3 separate regions of the Mus musculus genome follow, and all the other regions are linked to region 1. Evidence: chromatin contacts called from public Hi-C and HiChIP or PLAC-seq data. All regions are on one chromosome and are shown on one strand. The core of a region is the stretch at or near the end of the contact, and the rest is flanking DNA. Distances in the headings are between cores, read along the strand shown. Region 1 overlaps Shcbp1l (Shc SH2-domain binding protein 1-like). Region 2 holds the start of E330020D12Rik (Riken cDNA E330020D12 gene). Region 3 holds the start of Dhx9 (DEAH (Asp-Glu-Ala-His) box polypeptide 9).

What was found. Hi-C and Micro-C count contacts between places; a contact is called where the count stands out from the background. HiChIP or PLAC-seq counts read pairs in DNA pulled down with a chosen protein or histone mark.
Region 2: a contact with region 1 is called in an H3K27ac HiChIP or PLAC-seq map of embryonic stem cells, with 7 read pairs. The contact joins the promoter of E330020D12Rik here to the enhancer-like site in region 1. A contact is called at or near these places in 13 of 39 promoter capture datasets (the 3T3-L1 cell line, 3T3-L1-derived adipocytes, the C10 cell line and 7 more), 3 of 15 datasets of contacts at CTCF or cohesin (the G1E-ER4 cell line, large pre-B cells and pro-B cells), 32 of 484 Hi-C or Micro-C datasets (the 63-12 cell line, B cells, the Ba/F3 cell line and 17 more), 11 of 115 datasets of contacts at active chromatin or transcription factors (the 230-238 cell line, the HPC-7 cell line, bone marrow-derived dendritic cells and 4 more) and 3 of 9 other capture datasets (adipose tissue, embryonic stem cells and liver).
Region 3: a Hi-C map of embryonic stem cells shows a contact between it and region 1, with 2.3 times the contacts expected there. The contact joins the promoter of Dhx9 here to the enhancer-like site in region 1. A contact is called at or near these places in 2 of 39 promoter capture datasets (embryonic stem cells and macrophages), 2 of 15 datasets of contacts at CTCF or cohesin (the NIH/3T3 cell line and pro-B cells), 136 of 484 Hi-C or Micro-C datasets (the 63-12 cell line, B cells, the Ba/F3 cell line and 76 more), 13 of 115 datasets of contacts at active chromatin or transcription factors (CD8 T cells, the HPC-7 cell line, the SCID.adh cell line and 5 more) and 4 of 9 other capture datasets (adipose tissue, embryonic stem cells, liver and 1 more).

What each region holds. Positions count from the first base shown.
Region 1 is chr1:153,451,182-153,455,147 of GRCm38.p6, reverse strand. It overlaps Shcbp1l (Shc SH2-domain binding protein 1-like), which reads right to left. Exons shown (of 10, transcript NM_001033162.2): 10 at 2,574-2,935. The coding sequence ends at 2,684. Among named protein-coding and RNA genes, the nearest start is that of n-TIaat13, 5.5 kb to the left of the region's middle. Within about 2 kb of position 1,822, at least 17 of the 459 cell types and tissues checked have an H3K27ac peak or open chromatin away from gene starts, as enhancers often do. A contact at or near this core is called in embryonic stem cells, reprogramming fibroblasts, stem cell-derived epiblast-like cells and 1 more, where this site is marked.
Region 2 is chr1:153,412,011-153,415,976 of GRCm38.p6, reverse strand. E330020D12Rik (Riken cDNA E330020D12 gene) reads left to right here and starts at 1,744. Exons shown (of 4, transcript NR_033736.1): 1 at 1,744-1,832.
Region 3 is chr1:153,485,778-153,489,743 of GRCm38.p6, reverse strand. It overlaps Dhx9 (DEAH (Asp-Glu-Ala-His) box polypeptide 9), which reads left to right and starts at 2,084. Exons shown (of 28, transcript NM_007842.2): 1 at 2,084-2,211.

The DNA.
Region 1 (3,966 bases), core at 573-3,072:
GTGAACACAGAGTTTAGTTACTTCATTGCATGTTACATCTAGTCTGATCTCTGTTCTCTTAAAAAAAAATTATTCCCTATATCTTAGTAGGCCTTAGCTTGCTTATAAAATAATTGATCCTATACCCAAAGCATTACCCTTTTGCTTAGAGGATAATTTCTCTGTAACCACTCTTACAAGCTGTACTAGCCATGAATATTGATGGGTTTTGGTGCTTTTGATCTTTACATGGTATGAAAAGTAAGAATTAGAAAATCCCACATGCTCCATTTGGGGTGGAATAAATAACTTTGAGAAATGTGAAGTTGAGTTGTATGCACTGTTCACCCCCCTATATGGTGGGAGCCTAAGATTTGTAGTCTGGAGTTACAGAGAACCATTGAGTATAGTCATGTTTTTCAGTATTGAAACTCAAGAGCCCTCCATAGGTCCAGAACTTGTTCTTCCAGCTCTAGTTTCCCAGATTTGGATGTTAGTCGATGTCATTGCCACAGTCTCAAAGCAGTGATCTCTTCACATGAGATGGAGGTCTAAGCACCAGTTAGATTAAGTAGCTTGCATAGTAGATTATCTCACTGCACTTAAACATGCTTTTCTTTCATTTTTTTAAAAGATTTATGTATGTGAGTACACTGTAGCTGTACAGATGGTTGTGAGCCTTCGTGTGGTTGTTGGGAATTGAATTTTTAGGACCTCCGCTTGCTCCAGTCAACTCCGCTCGCTCCAGCCCTAAGGTTTATTTATTATACATAAGTACACTGTAGCTGTCTTCTGCCACACCAGAAGAGGGGGTCAGATCTCATGGATGGTTGTGAGCCACCATGATGTTGCTGTGATTTGAATTTGGGACTTTAGGAAGAGCAGTCAGTGCTCTTACTTGCTGAGCCATCACTCTGCAGACCAGACTGGCCTCAAATTCATAAATCTGCCTGCCTCCGCCTCCCAAATTCTGGGATTAAATGTGTGCCACCACGCCTGGCTCCAACATGCTGTTCTTAATATGAGCATTAATTATATAGTGTAGCCTTACTACCCTATAGTAAGAAATTGAAAGGAGGTTATCAGATTAAAAGTTTACCACAGAAAACAAACACCAGTTTCTGGAAGCCATGTTCAGATTAGAATCTGGAGTTTGGTACCATGGGGACAGATCAAGAGAATATGAATGGGGTCATCTTCAGATCTGTCCAGACAGCAGACATCCAAGCACAATTGTCACAGAGCACATTGGATTGGTGCTAATAAAATTGTTTTTGACTTCTAAAACAGTTACTGAATTTGAAGGTTTTAGGTATAAATCACTTTTTGGAAGTGCAAGGATGGATCTGTATGCCTTTTAATTGTGGCTGGGACAAATGCATTTGTCAGACTTTGTGATCCTTCAGGTTTTAGCTGTGTGAAAGACTGGGAACCTTGGTAACAATCTTAGTGGCTAAGTCCTTTGTCCAGAACATCAAAAGTTTGTGGAGTTGCTAAAGAGTGGGTGGGGGTTTCAAAAGCCATTTAAAAGGCAGTGTGATCTGGGCAGTGGTGACTCATGCCTTTAGTCCCAGCACTTGAGGCCAGCCTGGTCTACAGAGTGAGTTCCAGGATAGCCAGGACTGCACAGAGAAACACTGTCTTAAAAACAAACACCCTTCTGAGTGAATTCGAATCTTGAGTATATACAAAGGCTTACGGGAGCGGGGTGCCTTAGGGTTTCTGTTGCTATGCTGGTCAAGCATCTTGGGGTGGAAAGGGTTATGAAGGAAGTCTTAGCAGGGACTGAAGCAAACTGCCTTGCTCAGTCCTTCCCTACATCCAGGAGCACCTGTCTGGGAGTAGCTGGGTGTGGTGGAGCACACCATTAATCACAGCACTCAAGGCAGAGAGGCAGGTGGATGGATCTCTTGAGTTCAAGCCAATCTGGTCTACAGTGTGAGGGGGTTCTAGGATAGCCAGGGCTGTTACAACTCAATTGAGGCCCTCTTTTTTTTTTTTTTGGATGCTTATCAAGTTCAGAGGGAGTAATGTGACAAATGGTAGAATGTGTGCTTAGTACTTGTAAGGCTCATGGTTCTGTCCCTGGTTGGTATGCACACAAAGAAGCTGTGTATTGGTCCTTATCAAGGAAACATCCCATTGAATTTAGATTCCCTTGGCTGAGAAAATACAGGTTGTAGGAAAAATAGTTGTCAAAGACATTAATGTTCCTAGTTCTCAGGAACTGTCGAAGCATACTTTATTATGACAAGGTTCAGTTTGCTTATGTGGTTTAGGTTAAGGTCTCTGGGATGGGGAGGTATTCTGGATTATCCAGGTGAACCTAATTACCAAAAATGGCTCAAGCTGGCCACTAACTCCATCTCCCTGGGACTGGGATCATAGGCATTCTTCATTCGGGTGGGGATTCTGTGGCGCTGGTGCTGGAACCCAGGGCTTTGCTTTCACATGCCAGGCCAGTACTTCACCTTCTGAGCTACATCCCCAGCCCCTTAGCTATGCTTTCTAGAGTAAATTCTGTGGCATATGACTCACCTTTATAAAGCTAGAATCTTAGCCAACACATTAAAACCACTAATTGAAAGACAGCAAGCATTTAAACATTTTAATCTTTGAATTTAAAACAACCATTTCTGAGATACAAGAATCATTTATCACATTCCTGAACTATAAAACACGAACGAACACCTATCCAGACACTTTACCCGGTGACTATCCTAATATCCCCCTTTAAGTTGGCTTCTATCCTGTTGTTGTTCATTTCCACATTCAGAGTTTGCATGACTTTGGAGAGCATTTTGTCATCTTTCTTATCTCCTGAAGCAGCCCCTTTGTTGAGAGCTGCTTCTGCTACAATAAAGAACTGTTCCGATGGCTGAAGAATGCTCACTCCATAGCCATTGTTGTTGTAGATATGATTGTTCGTCATCTTCAGTTTGGGTGCTGGAAGAACCTGTTAAATTGTTTGAGAAAATAAGCTGTCCAGTGATTTGGTATAAAAACAACAAACTTAAGATGGCACTGAGACTGACTCTGGAGTCAACAGGGTTCTTTAAAGCTACAACAGTTAGCTTCACATTCATCAACCTTAGTACACATGTGAATGAAAAAGTATAGGGTTTTTTCATGTTTTATCCTAAACTGATATAAATCATTGTAGCTAGGGGATGCAGCCTGTTAACGTCTGTAACATGATCAAACATGAAAATTATTTCAGGCCGGGCAGTGGTGACGCATGCCTGTAATCCCAGCACTTGGGAGTCAGAGGCAGGCAGGCAGATTACTAAGTTCGAGGCCAGCCTGGTCTACAGAGCAAGTTCCAGGACAGCCAGGAAACCCTGTCTTAGAAAACAAAACAAAACAAAAAAATTCAGACAATATGGTAAAAAATACAATAGGCCAATAAAACAGCATGATTTGATAAAAGGACAGGCTGCCAATAAACTAGAATGCTCGTTACAAGTAACCACTTCTTTTAAGAACAGTGATTATAATGGAGTATTCACTCATTACAGAGAAATGTGTCTCAGGTAAAAGGTTAACATGAACATACTACACAGGGAACTTGGCAGGGATCTGGTTTAAACCATACTGTGGAATAAGGCTCAAGGATATGCAGGGGTTTGTTGTTGGATTTTGCTTGCTATTTACTTTCCATCCTCCTGCCTCTGCTTTCTTTCTTGGCTCTGCTCACGCTGGCCTTCAGGATGCTGCAGTTCCACTCATCCACCAGGCAGTGTCGGTGTTGTGCTGTTCTAAGGTGTCATGGTGATCAGTGGGTTTATGTTTTAGTGACAAGTAATTTCAGCATCACTTTGGAAACTGACGGGTACAAATTCTGAGGCTTTACTCCAGACCTACTGAATTGGTAGCTAGGTTGTACCTCTGCAAGAATGGTTAAAAGTGGTCCTGATGCCGGGCGTGGTGGCCCACGCCTTTAATCACAGCACTCAGGCAGAGGCAGGCGGATTTCTGAGTTTGAGG
Region 2 (3,966 bases), core at 495-2,994, 39 kb after region 1:
TGACTGCATTTGGCTACAGGATACTCAGTGGAGTGTTATAAAAGCAGAAGTAAGTTCATGAGGGCTGCGGCTGGGGAGTTAGAGAAGCAAGAGGAGACACACACAAGCAAGCTGGAGATAGAATTCTTGGAATTGCCTCTTTAAAAGTCCACTTCCAAGAACTCCCTATACTGAAAAACAGAGCTAAATAGCTACATATCTGGAAAACAACTTCACAGACGGGAAAAACAAACAAACAAACAAACAAATGTCTTCCCATGTTAAAAGAGTAAAGGAGAGAGCTTATTTTCTTTTTTCAGAAGGGTCAAATATATCAGTGAGAGAAACCGAGTTATTTTTAGACAGCAATGTGGTCTGCTATTATTTCCAAACAAAGGCAAATCTTGAGCCGGACATGGTGGCACATGCCTTTAATCCCAGCACTTGGAAGGCAGAGGCAGGCGGATTTCTGTGTTCGAGGCCAGCCTGGTCTACAAAGTGAGTTCCAGGACAGCCAGAGCTATGCAGAGAAACACTGTCTTGAACCCCACCCCCCACCCCCAAATGCAAATCTTTCTAAAGGTGACATTAGCTTATGACTTGGTTGCTTAGGTATCGAATTGTATGTGAAAATGCATGGGTTGCTTGGCACATATTTATAAAACAAGAAGAGAAAAACATGGATTGAGAGGAGAGCAGTGTATCTTGGGGGCAGGGGGCAGGATAGATGTAGGGACCATTGCTATACCGCAGTTGGTAAAGTTACTGGCCACACCCAGCCAGAGGGCCTGCTTGTGATCTTTGAGGGTCACGTGGTAGAAAGGGAACTGAAAATGATCCTCTGACAGACACTTGTGTGCTAAGGAGAGCGTATCTACACATAGACAACATGAATAAAATTATTTTAGGCCAGGCATAGTGGGACATCTCATCAATCCCAGCACTTGAGAGGCAGAGTCAGGTGGATCTCTGAATTCAAGGCCAGCTTGGACTACATAGCAAGTTCCGGAAGAGCCAGGGTTATATAAACAGACCCGAGCTATATAAATAAATGAATAAATAAATAAATGTCATAAAACAAACAAACAAAACCTATCGCTCTCAAACTCATCCCTGCTCCAGAACCTTCCTTATCTCTAGGGATTGTTGCTAGGAGACTGGAAAGGCACAGACAAACTCTGATGAACATTGGGAGTGCTGAGTATTGGAAATGAAATGTGGTAGGTTTTTGAGTAGGGCTGAAATACAGTTGTAAGCTTTTGAGTATGTACCAGAAACGGCGAAGGTGTTTTACAAAAGGAAATGGAACGAGGTTGTTATGCTATGAAAAGAGATGTATTTACCAAAATGATTGACAGTGACTGGCTACAGGATAGTCATACTCAGTCGAGTGTTATAAAAGCAGAAGTGAGTTCACGTGGGCTGGGACTTGGAGTTAGAGAGACAAGAGGAGACACACTCCGGACAGCCACCACAAAACTCCACACAGGGAGGCTCATTTCGACTGGCCCAGAGCCCAGAGGATAAGTCAAGTAAGCATTTGTCAGTGCCTGTAGGCAGCCGGGCGCCTAAAAGATGGCGCCGGCCTCCTGTACACTGTCGCCATAAACAATGCCACTGCGCAGGTGCTAGCCCAAATCTGGCGCCAACCCCTCCCGAGCGGGTGCATACAAATCAAAGGGGCAGCAGACTGACCAATCCCAGGAGGACACATAGCTCTCCCCAGTGCTGGGGTGTATATAAGCTGTCCTCCCTGGGTTTCCGGAGTTCCCGTAGCAGCATCGAGGTGTTCCTGAGATAAAGAAGGCTGTTGAGAAGAATCGGACCGTGTTGCGTTTTTCTTGCTGGACGAGGTGAGCGCAACAAGTGCCTCTGGCATTTACAAGATGTTTCTATATAGTGTCCTTATAGTGCAGCTTCCTGGCATTTTTCTGTGTTTTACAATGATGATTTGGGAAGAATACTTATGGATTTCTTTCATCTTTTCATTTGAAGATTTATCTTCAATTACCGCATATTTCAATATCTGCATCTTTTCATTTGAAGATTTATCTTCAATTACCGCATATTTCAATATCTGCATCTTTTCATTTGAAGATTTATCTTCAATTACCGCATATTTCAATATCTGTTACAAGTGTGTGTTAACAATTGTCTAAAACTCTAAGATCTGACAGCCTAACCCAGACGTATGTGAAGACGAAACCATACCAATGTGCATAAAATAAAAACAATAAAATATATTGGGGCCTGGGGAGATGGCTCAGCGATTAAGAGCACGGACTGCAGTTCCAGACATCATGAGTGCAAATCCCAGCAACCACATGGTGGCTCACAACCATCTGTAACGGCGTCTGATAACATCTTCTGGTGTGTCTGCAGACAGCAACAGCGAGAATGCACTCACATTTATTAAATAAATTAATCTTTAAAAAATAAAAAATAAATGATAGTAAATGCAGTCTCTGTTGTCATCTACTCTGGTGGTAAATACAGGCCGCTGAGAAGGGGAAGGGGACTGAGTGGGTGGCTGTTCTCACAGACAGAGAACGGCATGAGCTGCTCTCACGGATACACTGACACTTGTTCTGGGCAGTCAGAGCACTTGGAAATAGCAATAGCTACTCTATTGAGGGAATTGAGGCTTTGGGAAATTCATTTCTTACTGTGCCACCCTGGCAGAGGCGAGGAAGGAAAGCTGGGTCTTTGTTCTGGTGGATCAGTTGACCACCCTTTTGTACACAGTGCTCATTGTATCCATTGGGTACAGCAGTTCTCACTGTGAATAAGACCCTTCAGCAATGCAGCAGGCATGCAGGAAGACACACTATATGCAGACAGTGTTCATGTCTGTACATGTGCACTGAAATTCAGACTGGGAGCTCTGTTTCAGTCTTTAGTTGGTTTCATCTTGGCATTTTGTGCATTATTTGCAAAACAGAAAGTTGGATGTCACATGACTATAAAAACTCTGATATGGGCTGAAGAGAAGGCTCGGCAGTTAAGAGCACTGACTGCTCTTCTGAAGGTCCTGAGTTCAAACTCCAAATTCCAGTAGCCACAGTGTGGCTCACAACCATCCATAATAAGATCTGACACTCTCTTGTGGTGCGTCTGAAGTCAGCTACAGTGTGCTCAGATAAAATAATAAGTAAATCTTTAGGCCAGAGCAAGCGGGGCAGACTGTAGAGTGGGTCCCTGAATTCAAATTCCCAGCAACCACATGATGGCTCACAACCATCAGTACAGCTACAGTGTACTCATATATACATATAATAAATAAAGAAGTAAATAAGTAAATACATACATAAATCAATAAATCTTTAAGAAATACAATAATAGCTTTCATTTCACATCAACACTTGCTGTCACTATATGCTATAGATGTAGACTATGGATCCTAAATAGGCATTTCTCATCTTATTAATGGATGTGGGACATGCATGCATGTTTGTGTGTGTGTGTGTGTGCACTGGCATGTGTGTCCGTGAGTGTGAGTGCCCTGAAGACTAAGGCTGATGTCAGGGCTCCTCGTCCATTGCTGTCTATGCTATTCTTTGAGATACGGGTTCTCCCCTGAACCTAAGCTCACCAGGATGGAAGTCTAGATAGCCAACGTGTCCCCAGGATCCCCTGTCTCCTCCTTCCGAGAGCTGGAACTGTAGGTGTGCCACCTTACCCACCTGGCATTTCCCTTGGGCTCTGGGGATCTAAATGCTGGCACTCAAGATTACACAGCAGATTCTTTAACTGCTGATCTATTTCTCCAGTCCCTAGGATTTGGAATATCTGGTAACTTTAAGGCAATATTTTATTCATACTTACCCAGAGAACTCGAAGAGTAAGTATTAGATTTTGTTTCTTCATTTGCTTTTTTAAAAAGACTTATTTATTTATTCCATGTAAGTACACTGTAGCTGTCTTCAGACACAACAGACGAGGGTGTCAGATCTCGTTACAGATGGTTGTGAGCCACCATGTCGTTGC
Region 3 (3,966 bases), core at 835-3,334, 34 kb before region 1:
ACAATGGGTAGAAAATCCTCTCGGGCTGGAGAGATGGCTCAGTGGTTAAGAACACTGACTACTCTTCCATAAGTCATGTGTTCAAATACCAGCAACCACATGGTGGCTCACAACCATCTGTAATGAGATCTGAGGCTTCCTTCTGGTGCATCTGAAGACAGCAACAGTGTAACAGTGTGTACTTAGATATAATAATAAAATAAATCTTTAAAAAATAAAAATAAAAAAAGAAGATCCTCTCAATGGGCCAAGTCTTTTTTTCTCTGCGGGCTTTGGAAAGTTTGGAAGCTGGATCACCCGGGGTCAAGATCTGCATTTTTATTTTCAGACAAAGTCACATGAGCAGAGAGGAAGAAGCCACCCCACAGGGGCCCTGTAGAATTTAGAACACCGTGTGAAGGAGGCAGGTCCTTAAAATAGAGAAAGGGTTGGTGAAAGTAGCAGAAGTGAAATTTCTGTCAGTCTGTGTGTTCTGCGCTGACTCCCTTGTCTCTGCACACTAGGCAAGCCGACCAGCAGAGGGCTGCACTCACCCTCTGGCCTGAGGAGTTTTAAACACCGTTCTCCTTTGGAAGTTTCCATAATTCTGTTCGCATGGGTGGAGATCAAATCGGGGCTTGAGGCATGCTAGTTTTCACAAAACAACAACAAACAGACAACTAGGTTGGGGATGCTGGGCTTGAGTGTAGCTTAGTAGTAGGGTAACCTTGAGTTACTCTTCAGTACTTCAAAAATACAACACCCCTCAAAACAAGTATTAAACTCAAGAGTCTTCTCACTTGAAGCTAAACAAAACACAGGATTTTGAGATAATTGGGAGCATGCCTTTAATCCCAGCCTGAGGGGTGAGGGGTGGGGCAGAGGCAGACAGATCTCTGTGAGTCCCAGGACAGCCTGGTTTACAAATCCAGGATAGCCAGGGCTACACAAAGAAACCCTGTCTTGGAAAAAAAAAAAAAAAAAAAAAAAGAGTCCCTCGTCCCTCTCCCCAGCCAAAAGGTAAGTGGAGAAGTTGTGTCTTGAGCTAGGGTTTTCTTTTTGGTGGGGTAATGGGTTTTACTACAATGGGATTAATGGCATATACCACCACCCCTGGCAATAAACCAATAAGCCAGGGCTCTCTTTCTTGTCTTAGATTCATTTTACTTTATGTCTTATGGCCTGTAGGTCAGTGCACCATGGTTGTACCTGCTGGGTCCCCTGGAATGGAGGTTATGGTTGTGTGTGAGCCACTGTGTGATTGAGAACTGAATCCAAGCCTTCCACAAGAGCAACAAGTGCTTTTAACTTCTAAGGTTTTTGTTCCTTTGCTGTTTAGACAGGATCTCATTATGTTGCCCTGGCCTTCCTTAAACATAGACCAGACTGTTTTGAACTTACGGAGGTCTGTCAGTCTCTGTTTCCTGGGTGCTGTGACTGGAGGCAAGTGCCACCATGCTACACACTGCCTGCAGCATTTTATTTCTTTTCTTTTTTCTTTTTCTTTTGGTTTTTCGAGACAGGGTTTCTCTGTGTAGGCTTGGCTGTCCTGGAACTCACTTTGTAGACCAGGCTGGCCTCGAACTCAGAAATCTGCCTGCCTCTGCCTCCCAAGTGCTGGGATTAAAGGCATGCGCCACTACTGCCCGGCTGCCTGCAGCATTTTGATGAAGCAGAAATACTTCAGTCCTTGTATTTTAACATACAGCACCCATAAATACATTGCTTTGGCATATTTTAAAGTGGCTATTCTGATAAACTCTGAAAGGATTAATCCTGTAACACTGCCCTTACGTAAGATAAACTATCAAAAAGGAGATCCATGGTGGCATGTCTCTAAATTTTGCCTTCAGAGGTGGAGGCAAGTGGACTGCGTTAAGTGGTGGGCTAGCTTGCTCTACAAAGACAAAGGCAAGGAGACATAACTTCCAGAAACCAAGCTGGTTAGCGACTGACAGGAAATTATGGGCCTAGGCCAGCAGATCTCGCGCGACCTCAGGTTTGGCGCCCGGAAGTGGTTCAAGCCCCGCCCCCTCGGGGCGTGCTGGCTCCGGAGTTGGCCTACCGCGCAGGCGCGAGTCGCCGACTCCGCCCCCTGGGTCCTGCAGTCGGAGCCATTTCGCCGCTGCTTCCATGCGGGTGAGGTGTGTTCTTTCGCCGTTCTCGTGGAAGGTTGGCGCTGCGAACTCGCCTAAGAAGGCTGTGCTCTCGGGCACGGAAAAGCGGAGGAGGGTAAGAAAGGGGGCGTTGCGGCCCCGGACGCGGGCTCATTGCTGCGGGCCGACGCCGGCCTCCGCGGCTCAGCCGTGGCTTTGTTGTGAGGCGCGGGCGGGCGAGCGTGTGGGGGAGGGGCAGCGCGGCGGGTACCCGGATTTACGGGCCGTGGGCGCCTCGCGCAGCGGAGCTCCCGTGGCCCTAGGCCCTGGGGTTCCTTGCACAGACTGGCCGCTCTCGGAGGCCTCTTCCTCACTCGGCCTGACGGGCGGCGGGTGTCTGTAATCAGTTGCGTGTAGGGGTAGCGGCTCGACGCCACCCGGCGCGTGGTGGTGGGGGGTCGTCCGCGGTTCTAATCCGGGACACCCGGGCCCCGTGGGGGTGCCCGCTTTGGGGTCCGGGGCTTCGCTGCAGGTCCTCCCGCTCCGCACTGGTGACGGGGCATGGCTGGGTGGGGCGGGATGAGGAGCAGGTGGTAGGAAAATGAATGCATGATTTAGTAAGTGATGGCGGAATTACACCGCGCAACGGGATAGCCCCGCTGTAGATAACGGTCGAAAGGGAGGGCGCCTCAGTCTGAGGGGTGCACGAGCCTGAGTCTGGCTTTGAGGTGCACAGTGTATCCGCTCCAAAGGGCAATGAGAGATCAGTTACGCCTAAGGCCAGACCTTCCTGGAGGAAGGGAGGGCCGGCCACGTGACCTGAGGGTGCGAAAAGAGATGAAAGAATTTGTTTCCGGGTGGCAAGAATGAAAACACAAAATTGGGAGCCATGACTCTAGCCTTTCATTCCAGCACTGGGGTTTGGTGGTGGAAGGTATTGTTCGATCTCTTGAGTCCGGGGCTACTACACATAGAAATCTTGTCTCATAAAACAAAATTTGATTTATTCCGATATGTGTGTGTATACGAGTATACGTGTATACGTATCAGGTAGTGGTGGCAAGTGAGAGAGGAGCTGTAGAAAAACAAACGAGTAATAGTGGAGGCATTTCTGGAGCCAAAACAGCAGGGCAGATGTGACATGATGGAAAATTTGGCATCCATCTAGGCTCTCGACAAGAGGATAAGTTCTAGGTCTGTAAAAGAAGTTGTGGGGTTTTTGTTTGTTTTTTTGGTTTTTCGAGATAGGGTTTCCTCTGTATAGCTCCAGCTATCCTGGAACTCACTCTGTAGACCAGGCTGGCCTCGAACTCAAATCCGCCTGCCACTGCCTACCAAGTGCTGGGATTAAAGGTGTATGCTACCACGCCCAGCTTGCTATTTTATGTAAATAACTACACTGTAGCTGTCTTTGGAAACACCAGAAGAGGGCATCATCTCATTACAGATGGTTGTGAGCCACTATGTGGTTGTTGGGATTTGAACTCAGGACCTCTGGAAGAGCAGTCAGTGCTCTTAACCGCTGAGTATTTCTAGGGGGCCATTTATACTCTTTATTCTCCAGTTTTCTTAAATTTCCTCAGTTCAAAGTAATAAAAGTAAAACCAAACAGTACAATAGGCAGTTTAAGGATTAAATAGTTCCTAATCTACTAAGGATATCAGCACCACTTTAAGGATTCAAGAAATAGCTGTGAAAGATCTTTGGGGATCGGATTAGAATTTCCAATTGTGAAGTTGGGTTGCAACTAAGAATATACTTAGGTATAAATTTATTACTGAGATGCCTAGTTAGTTTATAGATGGGAATATTAGTATTTTCCTCGGGTAAATTTTGGAGCCTTAAGGGCTGTATCGATCTGTTTGGACTTAGTTAGCATGAATGTTTAAAA